Regions from separate parts of the Danio rerio genome. Here all the other regions are linked to region 1. Evidence: chromatin contacts called from public Hi-C and HiChIP or PLAC-seq data. All regions are on one chromosome and are shown on one strand. Each heading gives the region's core, a stretch centred on a gene start, on an enhancer-like site or on the middle of the called end of the contact. The rest is flanking DNA. Distances are from core to core; before and after follow the strand shown.

Evidence for each region. A called contact is a pair of places that touch in the nucleus more often than the background predicts. HiChIP or PLAC-seq counts read pairs in DNA pulled down with a chosen protein or histone mark.
Region 2: a Hi-C map of an unstated tissue shows a contact between it and region 1, with 2.0 times the contacts expected there. The contact joins the enhancer-like site here to the promoter of pax2a in region 1. A contact is called at or near these places in 2 of 18 Hi-C or Micro-C datasets (caudal fin and an unstated tissue).
Region 3: a contact with region 1 is called in an H3K4me3 HiChIP or PLAC-seq map of gastrula embryo, with 4 times the contacts expected there. The contact joins the promoter of cuedc2 here to the promoter of pax2a in region 1. A contact is called at or near these places in 1 of 18 Hi-C or Micro-C datasets (an unstated tissue) and 2 of 4 datasets of contacts at active chromatin or transcription factors (embryo and gastrula embryo).
Region 4: a Hi-C map of embryo shows a contact between it and region 1, with 2.6 times the contacts expected there. The contact joins the enhancer-like site here to the promoter of pax2a in region 1. A contact is called at or near these places in 5 of 18 Hi-C or Micro-C datasets (caudal fin, embryo, gastrula embryo and 1 more) and 1 of 4 datasets of contacts at active chromatin or transcription factors (gastrula embryo).

What each region holds. Positions count from the first base shown.
Region 1 is chr13:33,159,009-33,162,631 of GRCz12tu, forward strand. pax2a (paired box 2a) reads left to right here and starts at 1,605. Exons shown (of 10, transcript NM_131184.2): 1 at 1,605-2,151. The coding sequence starts at 2,109.
Region 2 is chr13:32,924,322-32,927,944 of GRCz12tu, forward strand. It overlaps a transcript of cdhr1a not described here. Among named protein-coding and RNA genes, the nearest start is that of chst3a, 18 kb to the left of the region's middle. Within about 2 kb of position 1,545, at least 4 of the 62 cell types and tissues checked have an H3K27ac peak or open chromatin away from gene starts, as enhancers often do.
Region 3 is chr13:33,317,200-33,320,822 of GRCz12tu, forward strand. cuedc2 (CUE domain containing 2) reads left to right here and starts at 1,805. Exons shown (of 8, transcript NM_001017994.2): 1 at 1,805-2,006; 2 at 2,094-2,237; 3 at 2,338-2,399. The coding sequence starts at 1,933.
Region 4 is chr13:33,020,917-33,024,539 of GRCz12tu, forward strand. It overlaps a transcript of cdhr1a not described here. Among named protein-coding and RNA genes, the nearest start is that of chst3a, 110 kb to the left of the region's middle. Within about 2 kb of position 1,880, at least 3 of the 62 cell types and tissues checked have an H3K27ac peak or open chromatin away from gene starts, as enhancers often do.

The DNA of each region.
Region 1 (3,623 bases), core at 355-2,854:
ACTGTTTAAATATTACTGTTAACTGTTTAAATATATTTTACAGGGAGGGAAATTAAGATTTTAATTTTACATTAATTTTTTTACAACTAATTTTTAGAATTTTGTAGAAGTGACAAAATGCAAACATGATTAACAGGATTTAAAAGCTGATTTAACTTATAGATTATTTTTCTTGAAATACTTAAAAAAAGAAATTATACATATAAATAATATTTATAAATGATAATTTATTATATATGAATATAATGTGATTTATAATAGGCTATATCCTTAGATGATAGATAGATAGATAGATAGATAGATAGATAGATAGATAGATAGATAGATAGATAGATAGATAGATAGATAGATAGATAGATAGATAGATAGATAGATAGATAGATTAAAGTTCGAAAATGCGAAGCGTCAAGTGAAGAATATAGGTTCAGTCACTAATCAACTAGGCATAGCATAAACAAACTGACAAAACCAACAACCATCGATCTCAGTTCTCAATGTTTTTTTCTTAAAACCTACATCTGTGCTTAGTAAAAAATGAAAAAGTAAGAAAAAGCAAACAAAAATTGCACATTTCGAACACACATTAAGTTAATCTCGTCATCAACAATCAAGTATTTTGCTGGATATCCATCAAACTAACTTCAAGAATCTCCTACAGTCAAATAAAGCAAACTAAGCAGCGCCATCTACAGAAATACCTAAAATACAGCAGCCTAAACTGAATGTTTAAGGCAATCTTTTCACAATAACATCCGACAGGTCAGCAAACTACGTAGCACTGTTTTATAGTATCAAAAGCGGCGGTAATGCAATAAAGTCTCTATTGTCAGATAGTTGTCAAATGCTCAATCAAATCTTAAGCAAAAATTGAGATTAGACTATATATTTATATGTTTATTTCTACGCGCGTTTAATTACACTCTGTAGTAGGCTATTTTAACATTTTTGTATTTCCTAAAACAGCATATAACCTTTTCAGAAAAATAAATGACGAAGGCCAATAGACTGACAGTTTAATAATAACTATTTTACGCGTTATAATTAATTACAACCCATATTCGGAGGGAAATCAACATAAAAACATCCGACATCAATACCTATAAACGAAAAAAAAAACACACAGAATAAAAACAAACAATAATACGAAGACTAAATAATTTCTTGCATTTAACAAGCCTCGATTTGACAACGTTGTAGGCTACTACTAATTAACGACACAAAATGCATTTAGTTTTTACGTTTATGATTCAAACATGATTCATTTATGTAGTTTGACAACATACAGTTTAGAAATACCACGATGGCTGGCCGTTGGTGGTACCGCTTCCTTTCCACTTGTCTTTTAATTTCCTCGATTTTTTAACCCATCTCTCCTCATTTCCCTGTTTGCATCCCTCCCCTTCCGAAGTGTCAGATGAAGAGACCTCCTCATTTGGTGCTCCAGCTTTTTGCGTTGGCGAATCACAAAGTGTTGGAATCTATTGCCTTTGTCTGACATGTCATCCATCTCTATGCGAGGGGGGATCTGGGAAGGAGGGGGGCGGTGGACTGCAGCTTTTAGAAACAGACACACTGAGAAGAGGGGTTTCAGTCTCAGCCCAAAGCTTCTAACAGGCACATCCCATTCTTGAAGAGAGGGGGACTGAGAGACACTCGCCGTGTCCATGTTTTTTCCTGTCATTCCCGCACGAATCTGACTGTACCCCTCAGACTGTTCAGACCAGAAACGCTTCTCCACATCGAGGAATTTACACTGCAGTTTCACCAGAGGACACTGGAGCAGACGCAACCACTAATGCTTGCGGTCCCTTAAATATGTAGCTAACAAATTTTTACTCAACGACTGATTACGCTAACGTTCCTGCGTGAAAGATTTTTGAGAGACCAGTGCAGGACATGATCTGCACCTGACCAGCCTCGTGTCTTCGTTGAATGGACTGATCAGCACGAGATAAAGTTCGTCGCGCGTTGAACAACTTCTTCTGTACACTGGCATTGGAAGCACCGGGCTTTGAACGGATAGCGATCTTTATTAATTTCAATTATAGCTACATAATCAAGGCGAGACGGCGACCTCAGTCGATTATCTTTCCTTCCTTTGCTATCCCATGGATATTCACTGCAAAGCAGACCCCTTCTCGGCGATGCACCGTAAGTAAAATAACAGTTTTTTTTCTTCTTAACAAATCTGTAATTTAGCATAAATAAAATATATATATTGTTTAGCTTTTACGTTGAGCTGGCTTTGTAAAACCATAGGCTTACATGTGCGCGTTATTTTTTTCAAAGGTCTTACAAGAAATTTATTAATGATTGTTTTAATAATTTATTTACATAGTACGGTAAAATACGGAAAGTACTCAGCTTAAAAATACACGTGTCCGCTGGTTACATTTCACAGCAATTTAGCCGTTTATGAAAAAAGTAGTTGAGAAAGTCAATTATTATATACAGCGTAATATTAGTTTAATTTAATTTACAATTCTCAATTTTATGTAAAACATCAGTGATTCGCGCGCATTTCATGAGCAACAACATAAGTCATATTTTTAAACTATCATGTTTGGATAAATGACTACTGCCTACATGGGTAAAAATAGATTTAGCTACTGAAAAATAATACAATAAAAAATCTGAAATTGGCAAAAAGCATTACATTTGAGACCCGATGTCTCCAAATGCAATGTAAAAATATTTAAAATAACCTATATTAAAAAGCACTGCTTTAAAAATGTAAAGCGCAAAATGTACATGAAAATAAACTTGCATACAATTTAAAAACGAAAGAGAAAAAGGATTTCTGATAGGCATAATAATAATAGCAATAATAATTTAAATTCAGTTATTTATGCGATATTTGTTAAAAAGCACGTCATTGTAACAAGATGACGGAAGGCCTGGGTCTAATTTAAATAATTAATTCTTAATTATTTTGTAGTAGCCTACTCCATGGTTGTAATATGAGTTATCAAAGCTCTTTTTAATTATTTACAATAATTGTGCAAGGAAAATTAAACAGGTTGAAACATAATCTATGCGACATGTGTTTGGCTGCAATGGAATAGTAGAGGAAAATAGTACCTAACTGCAGCGGCTCTTATGACTAGAATAGCACATGACGTTTTACCAGTGTTTACAATCATGAGCGCGCTTAAAAAAGAAGGTTATGGAAAAAAAATACAGCATATTATTATTATTATTATTATTATTATTATTATTATTATTATTATTATTATTATTATTATTATCATCAGTATTATTTGTATTGTTAGTGTTATCAATATCATTATCACTATAACAACTGTAAAATATAACAATTCATATTTATGTATATTTATCAGTCACTATTGTGGTAACAAAATGTATCTATATAGACTACATAAAGCGCTTACTTTAACTACAAATTAAAAACAGTTTTTCAACGCGCTAAAGTAATAAAAAAACATTATTAACCGCCCATTAAGATTTCGATAATTGATTAACATGCGAACAAAAAGACTAAAAAAAGACAAAACATGGAGGTCAAGACTTTTTACGGGTTCATTTTTTATTTTGTTTCTTAATTAATACAGACATTAGAGCCTAACTATCTTATTGTTTATCCTCGTCCACACGTGCACACA
Region 2 (3,623 bases), core at 295-2,794, 230 kb before region 1:
TAGTTGAAAACTAATATAAATTGCAAAAATAACCTTTGGCTAAAATGTCCCACATTGAGAAAAAAGCCACAAAAATTTGAGATAAGGTGGCAAAAAAGTAAACCATTAGTGCTATTGTGTTGAGATTTTGTTTTAAGCCTTTCAGTTTATTTTTGTAATTTCTATAAGGTTGGCACAGTGGCGAAGTGGGTAGCACTGTTGCCTCACAGCAGCCTCCGGTTTCCCCTAAAAGCCTAAAGACATGCTCTACAGGTGAATTAGGTAAGCTAAACTGTCTGTAGTGTATGTGTGTATGTCCTGGTCCTCCAGATTGGGGGTTGAGAGTTGGGCTAATATTTCACCTCGTAAAAATTAGATGTTACAAAACACTAACATGTTGCAGCTAAATACCAACTTCAATAGAAACAGCCCTGGGAGTAAGAAAGTAATCTTTCTATTACGAAATACAGAGATGCACTGATACCGATACTGGTATTGGGTCCGATACTGAGCTCATGTAATTGTACTTGTAAAAAACACACCAATACCAAAGACCAATATCCAGTATGCCTAAAAAAGGCAAAAAAGCTAACTGTTCTATTGTGTTTAGATGTTTTTTAAAGCCTTTTAATTTATTTTATTAATTAATTCCATAAGCAATTCTGTTATGAACTTTGCAGCCAATCAGAAGTGTTTAGATTAGTCGATGTCAAAAATGCCAGAGATAAAAGACATCACAAATATACAGTTAAGGTATACAGTTGAAGTCAGAATGATTAGATATTTTCAAGACATTTCCATGGTATACAGCTTAAAGTGACATTAAAAGGCTTAACTAGGTTACTTAGGTTAACTGGGCAGGTTAGGTAAATTAGGTTACTGTGTAACGATGGTTTGTTCTGTAGACTATCAAAAAAATAGAGCTAATAATTTTGACCTTAAAATGGTTTTTAAAATATTAACTTTTATTCTAGCCGAAATAAAACAAACAAGACTTTCTCCAGAAAAAAAAAATTATTTGACATACTGTGAAAATTTCCTTGCACTGTTAAACATCATTTGGGAATTTAAAAAAATAAATAAATAAAAAATAAGATAGGGGCTAATAATCCTGACTCCAACTGTATTAAGTTAATAAGGTAATTAAACAACTGTTTTATGAATAAATGCAGACACACAACTCACCTCAATTACTGTTTTGTATACCGACACAGGGCTGAATTAAAAAGACTAATTTTTCACAAAACCCCATATAACAAGCAGCCTGTCTGGAAAACAACATCAGAAGAAACCAAACTTCCTGATTTATCATGTGTGTAAAGATCCTGAGATTGATATGGTCTTCATTACACAGTAATCTTTATTGAGCTGTCTTTTCATGACTGCTGCTCGGACTGACACTTGTGTCTATGGCTGTGTTCTTTTAATTAAGCAAACTGGGAGAAGTAAAAGAGATGCTTGGCAGCCTGTCAGGAAAATGGCATGTCAGGTCTATTATGGTGGCTCTCAGGAGTGGCGTGCTGTCCGTCATCTATGTGTTCTGGCTGTGGACCTTTCCCTTTGGATTCCACTGTAATGTGAGACGGTGGACATCTGCGTCTGGCTGAATGAGGAAGAGCTTTACACAGCTCTCTGATAATATAAAGCCCCTATCATTTACACGAGCTTTCCTCTGCCATTGTGCCGCAGAAAGCTGCAGCTCGTACATTGAAAAAAGGACTTGTAGGTACTAGGGGAGTTGTATCGCAAGTTTGAAAGAAAAAGAAAATAAACAAAATATAACTGATGGCAATGCCTAAAAAAGTTGGTTCCTTTTTACTTTTTCATCAGTTGTGAAATTTGAATATTTTTTTGTTTGTTTTTTTCTAATCTTTACATACTTCTAAAACATCTAGGTGTTTTAGATATTAAACCTCATTCTTAATCTAAACTAAAAAAAAATAAATAAATACAAAATATTTATAAATTTGTGTGGTCAAGTGAGATCAAGTTTAAAATAAAAAAAATCAAGATAAAAAAATATGAATAAGAATAAAGCTGATGGAAATGCCTAAAAATTAGAGAAAAGTTAAATAAATTATAGGAAACAAAACAATACAACACAACACAAACCTCAAAAACAACAAAAAACTAAGACAAAAAACAATAATTTTAAATAATGCGTAGATCGAAAAATAAATTAAACAGTTGGTGTATTATTAATTTTTTTATCAATTGTGAAAATGGAATGTTTTTGTTTTTCTAATCTTTAAAACATCTAGAAGGTGTTTGATTTTGGATTTTGCTGGTACTTTTGTTTTCAGTTTCTTTTGGTCTAAATAAATATATATACAGTATATGTTACCTCATTCTTTATCTAACTAAAAAAGAAAAACAAAAAATATTTATACATTTTTGTGTGGTCATGTGAGGTCAAGTTTAAAAGAAAATAAAGAAAGATTAAAAATAAATAAATAAATAAATAAATAATGATGGAAATGCCTAAAAAGTAAAATAAACAAAAACAAAACTAACACAACACAAACCTCAAAAACAAAAAAAAAAAAGCTCAAAAAACAAGCCTTTAAAAAATGTGTTGAGCAAAAATCAAATTGAACAGTTGGTGCACTTTATAATTTTTTCATCAGTTGTGAAAATGCTATTTTTTTCTAATCTTTACACTTTCTAAAAGATCTAGAATGTGTTTAATTTTGGATTTAGCTGGTACTTACTTCAAAATAAAAATTACCTGATTAAAAATTTCAAAACTAATACAGACAATACTACTACTACTACTACTACTACTACTACTACTACTACTACTACTACTACTACTCCTACTACTACTAATAATAATAATAATAATTAATTAATTAAAAAAACAGCCAAATCATTTTAATGAAGGTCAAGTTTAACAATTAATAAATATAGATTAAATATAATTAATAAAAATAAATTAAGATAAATTTTAAATAATTAGTTCAGTCAAACATTAAATCGTTAAAACATTTTATTAGTTGCCTTTGAATTATACAGTCCAATTCTTAATCCAATAGCTTTTATTCAGTTTTAAGTTCATCTATGTGCCTCTACTTTTCACCTACAAAGAAAAAAGTAATAAAATAAAAGTTTTTCAAATTGGGTTTTGATGGCTTTTTTGTAACATTTTTACATCCCTAAAAAAAAAAAAAAAAAAAAAAAAAAAAATATATATATATATATATATATATATATATATATATATATATATATATATATATATATATATATATATATATATATATATATATATATATATATATATATATACCAAAAGAGTAACAATACCCTAATGGAACTGGAAAACCAATGCAGCGATCTTAATTCAGACTTAAAAGTAAAAACGAGACATACATTGGTTTACCACAAGAGCATCACTTCTCTCCTTTTCTCCAACGTTCCTGAGGACGTCTAAAGGTTTGGTGTCCCTCTGTGAGGTCAACACTTTGCACACATGAATAATGGAGGGTTGATTCGTCACTGACACACTATCCAGAGGCGCCTAGTAAACGCAGAGCCATCAGTCAGAGAACCTTCTCCAATGACCTCAGCTATGATTAGTCATTTCTCCATTATTTGTTCTGCTCCTGCAATATTCATGTTGTCTGTAACGGATATGATGACAT
Region 3 (3,623 bases), core at 555-3,054, 160 kb after region 1:
TGTAATATATTTTAAAAATATTACAACAATCATCATTATTACAAAAGGGGTATTAGAGGTTAAGACAGTGATTTAAAAAATACTACAAATATCATAATCATCTCTAACATTTAAGTGCACATTTTGTTCATGTATAAGATGTTTTATTTATGAATTTTAATATGGTGTTATTTGGTTCTATTGCTATAGTTAAATGTCTAACTATTACTAAAGTAGATGTGAAAATAAATAGTTCTAGAAGTATTGTTTATTTCACATGTACATACAGCGCTTAGCATATACGAGTGAACCCTTCTCCCACCCCCACAAATCTCTCATTTAAATTACTAATTTTCTATAGCATGCCTTACAATATCATATTTGTGCAAATACATAAGTTTAGTCAGTACTGAAACCAAATCTGGAGCTAATCTAACAAAATAACTAATAATTATGGTTCAAAAATTAGTAGTTCAAATTTAAAAATTATTTTAAAAGTAGCAAAAATAAAGAGAAACAAAAAATATATACAATTTAGTTGAAATGTTGTAGTTTGTAATTTGTTTTATTTTTTGCAATATTTTGCATTAATTTAAATGTATCTTTCCATTTCTAAAGATGTTCTGTGACTAAAATATTCGTTTAATAAATATATCTGCTTAATAAATCTGTTTTATTCAAATGCAGCAATATTTATAACTCATATTCACTGAGAAAGAGATAAAAATATTTATTTTTAAAATATGGTGTACTCCAATAACATGAAAACTGTGCATTAAACTTTATTTAGTCTTTACTTGCTATTGGTAACAATAAAAAAAAATGCCTCAAGCAACTTTGGTCTTTGATTGTGGATGATATGTGGCATAAAACAAATGTTCTATTAAAATATATTGCAATTAGTCAGCATAACAATCATCACACTATTACTTTCCAATTATCTAAAGAAGCACAAAATAATGCAAAAAACATTCATGTGATGCATCAGCAGGTAGAAACAAACTATTTCCCAAGGTATTCTCCAAGGTAGTGTGGATCTCGACTATAGACATAACGCCTAATACGCAGTATCCTACAGCAGGACAGTGTATAGGTAGGATAAAATGCTTTCGTCGACTCTCTGAATGCAATCAAAACAGTGACACGAGGGTGTGTTTACATTAAAGCGGACGTGACGTCGTAGGTTTTGAACCTCAGCGACCGCGCGTAGGGCTAATGAATTAGCTAAACGTTTTACGATTTATTGTCAGCTTGCCAACACAGGCTGTCGATTTGTACATCAGGATTTTTTAAATTCTTGTTTTCCATCAGTGCGGTTTCATCCAGAGGTGAGGTGCACATCGAGAGGCCTTTTGCGCATGTTACATGACTATGCTAAGTTAGCCATCGGCTACCCCACTGAGCACAGATAAACAAACCGTGCTACCAGTATCACATGTGTCTATCTGACTATTAGAGAACGGATGTCAAATATCTACTGTATTTCTAAAATGTTATCTACAAAACCGCGTCTTTAAACGCGTTATTAAAAAGCCGGCTGCTTTTCCACAGTTTGTGGAGATCGCCTGCAAAACAAACCGTGTTTAGACTAACGTTACTTACTGTCTTTCCAATACATATAACACTTTAAAACTACACGAAATCTGCATACAGTTTGTTTAAATGCCGCACAACAAACCGTGTTTAGATTGTTTGGACTTTGCATGAGAAAGTAGTTGGATGCAAGTTTTTGCAGGATATGAAACTGTCATTAACTCTAACGTTATTCGACTACTGTTCAACTTCACGTTGATATGTTATATAATCGCATATTGTGCATTTCCAACACGCTGTTGCGGTATAATTGTCGTGTTAGTTTGGTTTGACAATGTACTTACCTCTCACGTGGATCTCTGACCAACTGTTACTCCCTGTTGTTGACTCTTCTCGTTTTTTTATCCAAATGCAGGCAGGATGGATCTCCAAAAAATAATCCACGACGCGCTGTACGACTTCATTTTGTCATATATTCCTCACGCCGATCTGAGGTGAGGGCGTGTCACTTCGTACGTTTAATGAAAGGTTTTTCCGTTATTTTGTGTGTGGAAAAATAACGTCTGTTTTGTTTAAAACAGTACTCTGGATGATGTCATTCTGTCTTACATCACCGGGGTGCTGGAAGATTTGGGGTCTCAAGAAAGTGTCGAGGAAAACTTTGATGTAGAGGTGTTTGTTGAAATGCTGGAGGCCTACATCCCTGGTTTCTCTGATATCGACAGGTAATTTGGGAAAATGACTTGTAAATGTAGAACTACTGAGATTTACAATATTTTGCCATTACAATTTGATGCGTTTGACTATTTAATGTTTGTCTTGAAGTGTCAAAGTTTGCGAGATGATGTTTAATCTGGCAGCGAAGTTGACTTCAGCCAGGGACACAGGTAATTTCCTCTTTTTCATCAATAAAACAGTAATAATATTTATTATTATAATAAAGCTTTTGAATTATATCAAGATATTGAGGTAAAGTTGGTTATGTATTTGTAAATTCGTTCATTTTATCCCTATATAGTTTACCACACCAATTTGAATATTTGATCTTATGTCACATTAAAGTATGACTTCCAAACAGCAATAACACTATAAAGTTAACTATGAACAATGTTGTACATTAATAGTTCATGGCTGCTTATATTATTTCTCTGTTTATAATTTACAAATAATTCATTAATTCGATTTCTTTTTGGCTTAGTCCTATTAATTATCTGGGGTTGCCACAGTGGAATGAACTGCCAACTTATCCAGCATATGTTTTACGCAGCAGATGCCCTTCCAGCTGCAACCTATCACTGGGAAACACATTTACACTCTCACATTCACACACATACACTACGGACAATTTAGCTTACCCGATTCACCTATTCTCTGCATATGAGTGGGTGTAGCCATTTGAATCTTTTTGGCTCGAGACCTCCAGTCTCATTCACTTCCATTAATTTTTAGAGGTTAAAAGCAGCTCGTTATGCTACTTGATGTTGCAAACTGATCCTTTCTTATTTTATTATTCTACTTTTTATGTATCGTAATGCAAACACTTGTTTGTAGAGCGAGTAGTTGGATCGTTTTCTGCCGTTTATTATTCCTAGTCATTTCTCCCATAGGCAACTGAATCTGAAGTTCTAAAACTATCACAAAAACGAGCGCACTTCCGCATTGAAGAATAAGGTCAATAGCGCATGTCTTCGTACTTCTTGGGGAACACAGAGCACCCAGAGGAAATCCACGTGAACACGGGGAGAACATGCAAACTCCACACCGAAATGCCAACTGATTAAGTCGAGGCTCGAACCAGCGACCTTCTTGCTGTGAGGCAATTGTGCTACCCACTGCGCCACCGTGATGCCCAATTTGTAAATAATACTTTTCTGAAATTATATAAGGAGAGAGTCTGAGTGTGCAAATATAAAACCAACTTTACCTCAGTGATGGTGATCACCATCTTCCCTCTGTAGACATTTAAGAATTGTTTTTAAAATATTCTGTTGAAATGCAAAAAAGCATTATTTTATTAAAAATCTGCTAATTTGCATACATCTCTAGTAAACACTGATCAACGCGATGTTTGAAATTCTTGTTTTCCTTTCATTTATATATTGACATGTATA
Region 4 (3,623 bases), core at 630-3,129, 140 kb before region 1:
TGATTTTATTGAACAAAAAAAGATCTCCAAACAATAACACCCTACTCAGTCGATTTGACCCTTTAATCCATTCTAACCTCAAATCCATAATTCCTACTTTTCAGCAAGCAAACAGCCAACATTGTCTACATCTTAGCAGACAGGCTTCAGTTCCCGTTGGAGAAATGGCTATTTAAATGATCAGAGCAGTGACAGGCCTTCTGGGAAAAGAGGACGGATTGTGTTGAGCAAACAGTCCCTGGAGTCTGTGGCGGAGCCTGAGGCAAAACATGCAATTGTTTCAACACGGCTTTATTCCTCAAAACATATTGTCTTTATGGTGGCAGTGGAATAAAAGATCATTTGAGGGACTGTGAATGCATTAGTGGAGTTTGTGCTGGACTATAAGGGGATCATGAGAAAGCATTTGATTAGTCATATTAAGGCACTTCAGATGAATAGGAAATAAAAAAAAACATGCCGGATAAGATTAAGAAATGCAGTTTATTTTGTATCACAAGTTGTTTAAATACAAAATGTATGCATTTTTTTAATTAAATGTGCTATTTTGCATAAATTTCAAAACACAAAAATTAGAACATTGGATGAAATTAAATAAAAAATTTTTGTTGAATTTATATATATATATATATATATATATATATATATATATATATATATATATATATATATATAGCCCCCATTTATTTTTTACGTTTAATGGAGAAATGATTTTTTTCAACACATTTGTAAACAATAGTTTTAATAATTTTCATTTAATATGAATATATAAATATGAATAATATTCATTTAATAACTGATTTATTTTATCGTTGCCATGATGACAGTAAATAATATTTAACTAGATATTTTTCAAGACACTTCTATACAGCTTAAAGTGACATTTAAAGGCTTAACTAAGTTAATTAGGTTAAGGCAGGTTAGGGTAATTAGGCAAGTTATTGTATAATGATGGTTTGTTCTGTTGACTATCGAAAAAATAGAGCTTAAAGGGGCTAATAAATTTGACCTTAAAAGTGTCAAGTTTGGTGTTTGTAAGTGCTTCTGAAGTGAATATGTATAGCTCAGTGGCAGTGCATTTTGAGAAAGCTCATTTTGAGAAAACAGCCTTTAAAATATGTACTGTAATTGAAATTTACAAACACAAATTGCTAAAGTGCATTAAATACACTTGACACTATTTTGAATGTTCTCTTTCTGTTAAACTGAATAAAGCCTTTATGAAAAACCCAATCTAGCAGGTGCATTAAAAAACTGTATTTTAAACTGCTGTGTCTCGCCTTAACATAAGTTCAAATACTTTTCCACTTCTGCTTATTCACTGCGACTGATAATCTTTGCTAATCCTTTCCTCCACTTCAAGGATCCTCTCGGCACAATCAGCACCAGCAATGCAAACAGTGGAATGACCCTCTGCCGAAAAACCCAGCAAATCAGCCAGAAAGCCAGCAATATGTGCCAAGAGCCTAATACAATGTATTCATCTATTTTAACCGTATGCATTTTGTTCCCTCTGTTACATTAAAAATTTCCGCTTCAAGGACGGTATTAATGTTCAGCCATGCCCACAGGGACCGGGCGGCATGTTGCACTGGGACGTATTCAAGACTGGAACGTCCCAGCATGCCGTTTGATGGTGTCACGAGGTTAGATAGGCAACGCTGTGGGCACGGGTTTAAGCTGTATTCCAGCGACTGTTTAAAAGGCGACCCCCAACTCTTTTTGACTTAACCTTTTTTGGAAAGCACTGGACAAAAGCCATCGTTTCCTCTGAGATATCCTGTTAAAGCTATTCTGGAGCCGTCCGACCGTGGGCCTCCCTCAAAGAGACGGGTAACATTATTCAGCTTCCTCCTTCTGATCCTCGGCCTACAACAAACCATGTAATCCACAGCTCAGTGGCCAAAGAGAAAGAGCGGGCACAGAATGTCCCTGTCACATGCTGCAGATGGGACCGGTTGAGGCAACAGCGCAAGAGTTTTAAAGGAGAACAGGGTTGGGTCTGAGACTGCCAAAGAAAGTTGTAAGAAAAAAAAAAGCCAAAATGTTTTACAATCAATTGGATTTTTAAGAATTTATTTATTTTAAATGTCATTTTCTCCAAAGGAACTTACAATTGAGGAGGCATTCAGCAATTCAACAAGAAGAGGCAATACACACAAGAAGTGATAATTATACAAAGAAACTGTTAGTGCTAATATTGTGATTATGAAGAAATAGTACTACAGAGTAAAAAATGTAATGAATAGAAATTAGTACAACATTGTATTGACTGTACTGAGGGTCAATGAATTCAATATTTGATTTTTTAATATCAAGTAAAAGTCAAAGTCAGCTTTATTGTCAATTCAGTCACATGTACAAGACATATAGAGAATCGAAATTGCGTTACTCTCAGACCCAAGGTGCTTAACATTAATATTGTTAAGTATTGGAAATTAAATATTGTCAATTACATTTTTATTTTAGCAAGATGTATAATAAATAAATTATTTGTACTTAAGGCTAAAAAACAATAAAAAGTAATAAATTAACTTAAAGGCGTTTTAAAAATAATATAAAAAATGCATTAATTTTTAGTATTCCAGGTAACGAACGATATCGTTAAAAGGTTTGAGGTCAATTTAGAAGTTTACTTGTATTTTTTATTTAAAAGTAAAATATAACTAACTATTAAAAATAATGCTTAAAAATGCATTGTACAAATATGCAGAACAGCTGTAATACATATTGTGTATTTATCTATGGCTTCATTTATCTTATTTTTAATGTAATTATTTATTTGCACGGACTTTACTTAAGGGTCTCAAACCATAAAAAAAGTAATGCAAACTCTTAAAAAACAGAACGTAGTAATAAAATAATTTTAATATTAAAAAAAACATTTTTTTTTTTAAAAAGGGAAATAATCATGCATTATAGATGTGACCAAAAAGCTTGCAAATTTACAGTACTTTGCAGACATTCTGTGAATAAATCTGCACAACCCAAAAGAAACATTGATAATCTAAAGAATATAAGTTGGCCTGCTACAGCACAAACATGACTGATTTTCTTTTATTTAACATTTTTGCGTTCATGAGAAAAAATCTTTCATTATGAATGTGACACCTCTTCGTTATGGATGTGATAGATGTCAAATTGCCACTTGTGTGACTTTGTCAATATTTTTAAACAATTATATTCGATTTACCAGAGACATTGAGTATTTTTACAGAACTGTAAGACACAAGCCTACACAATAAAGTGCCGCTATTTCAGTGGAAACCTAATTTTTTTCATGGTAAGGTTGACATTTGCATGGAATTGCTCATAAGCAGATTTTGAAGTTTAGAGTCAAATTTGGCAAAATTTGAATGATTTATTAATTGCATTTCATGAAAGTATAAAAATTATTACAAATTAAAAGAATCTTTTCTGAAAGAGGTATAAAATATTAGTGATTAAAAATGAAGATATATAAACAGTGTTTACTTTAAGTACATTCCGTCCATTCTTTCCTAATAAATGGTTTGGAAATAATAATAACACACAAAATAATAATCATAATAATTATAATCATAACAACAACAACAACAATTAAAATATATAATAAAAGTCTTTAAACCAAATGGACCTGCTGG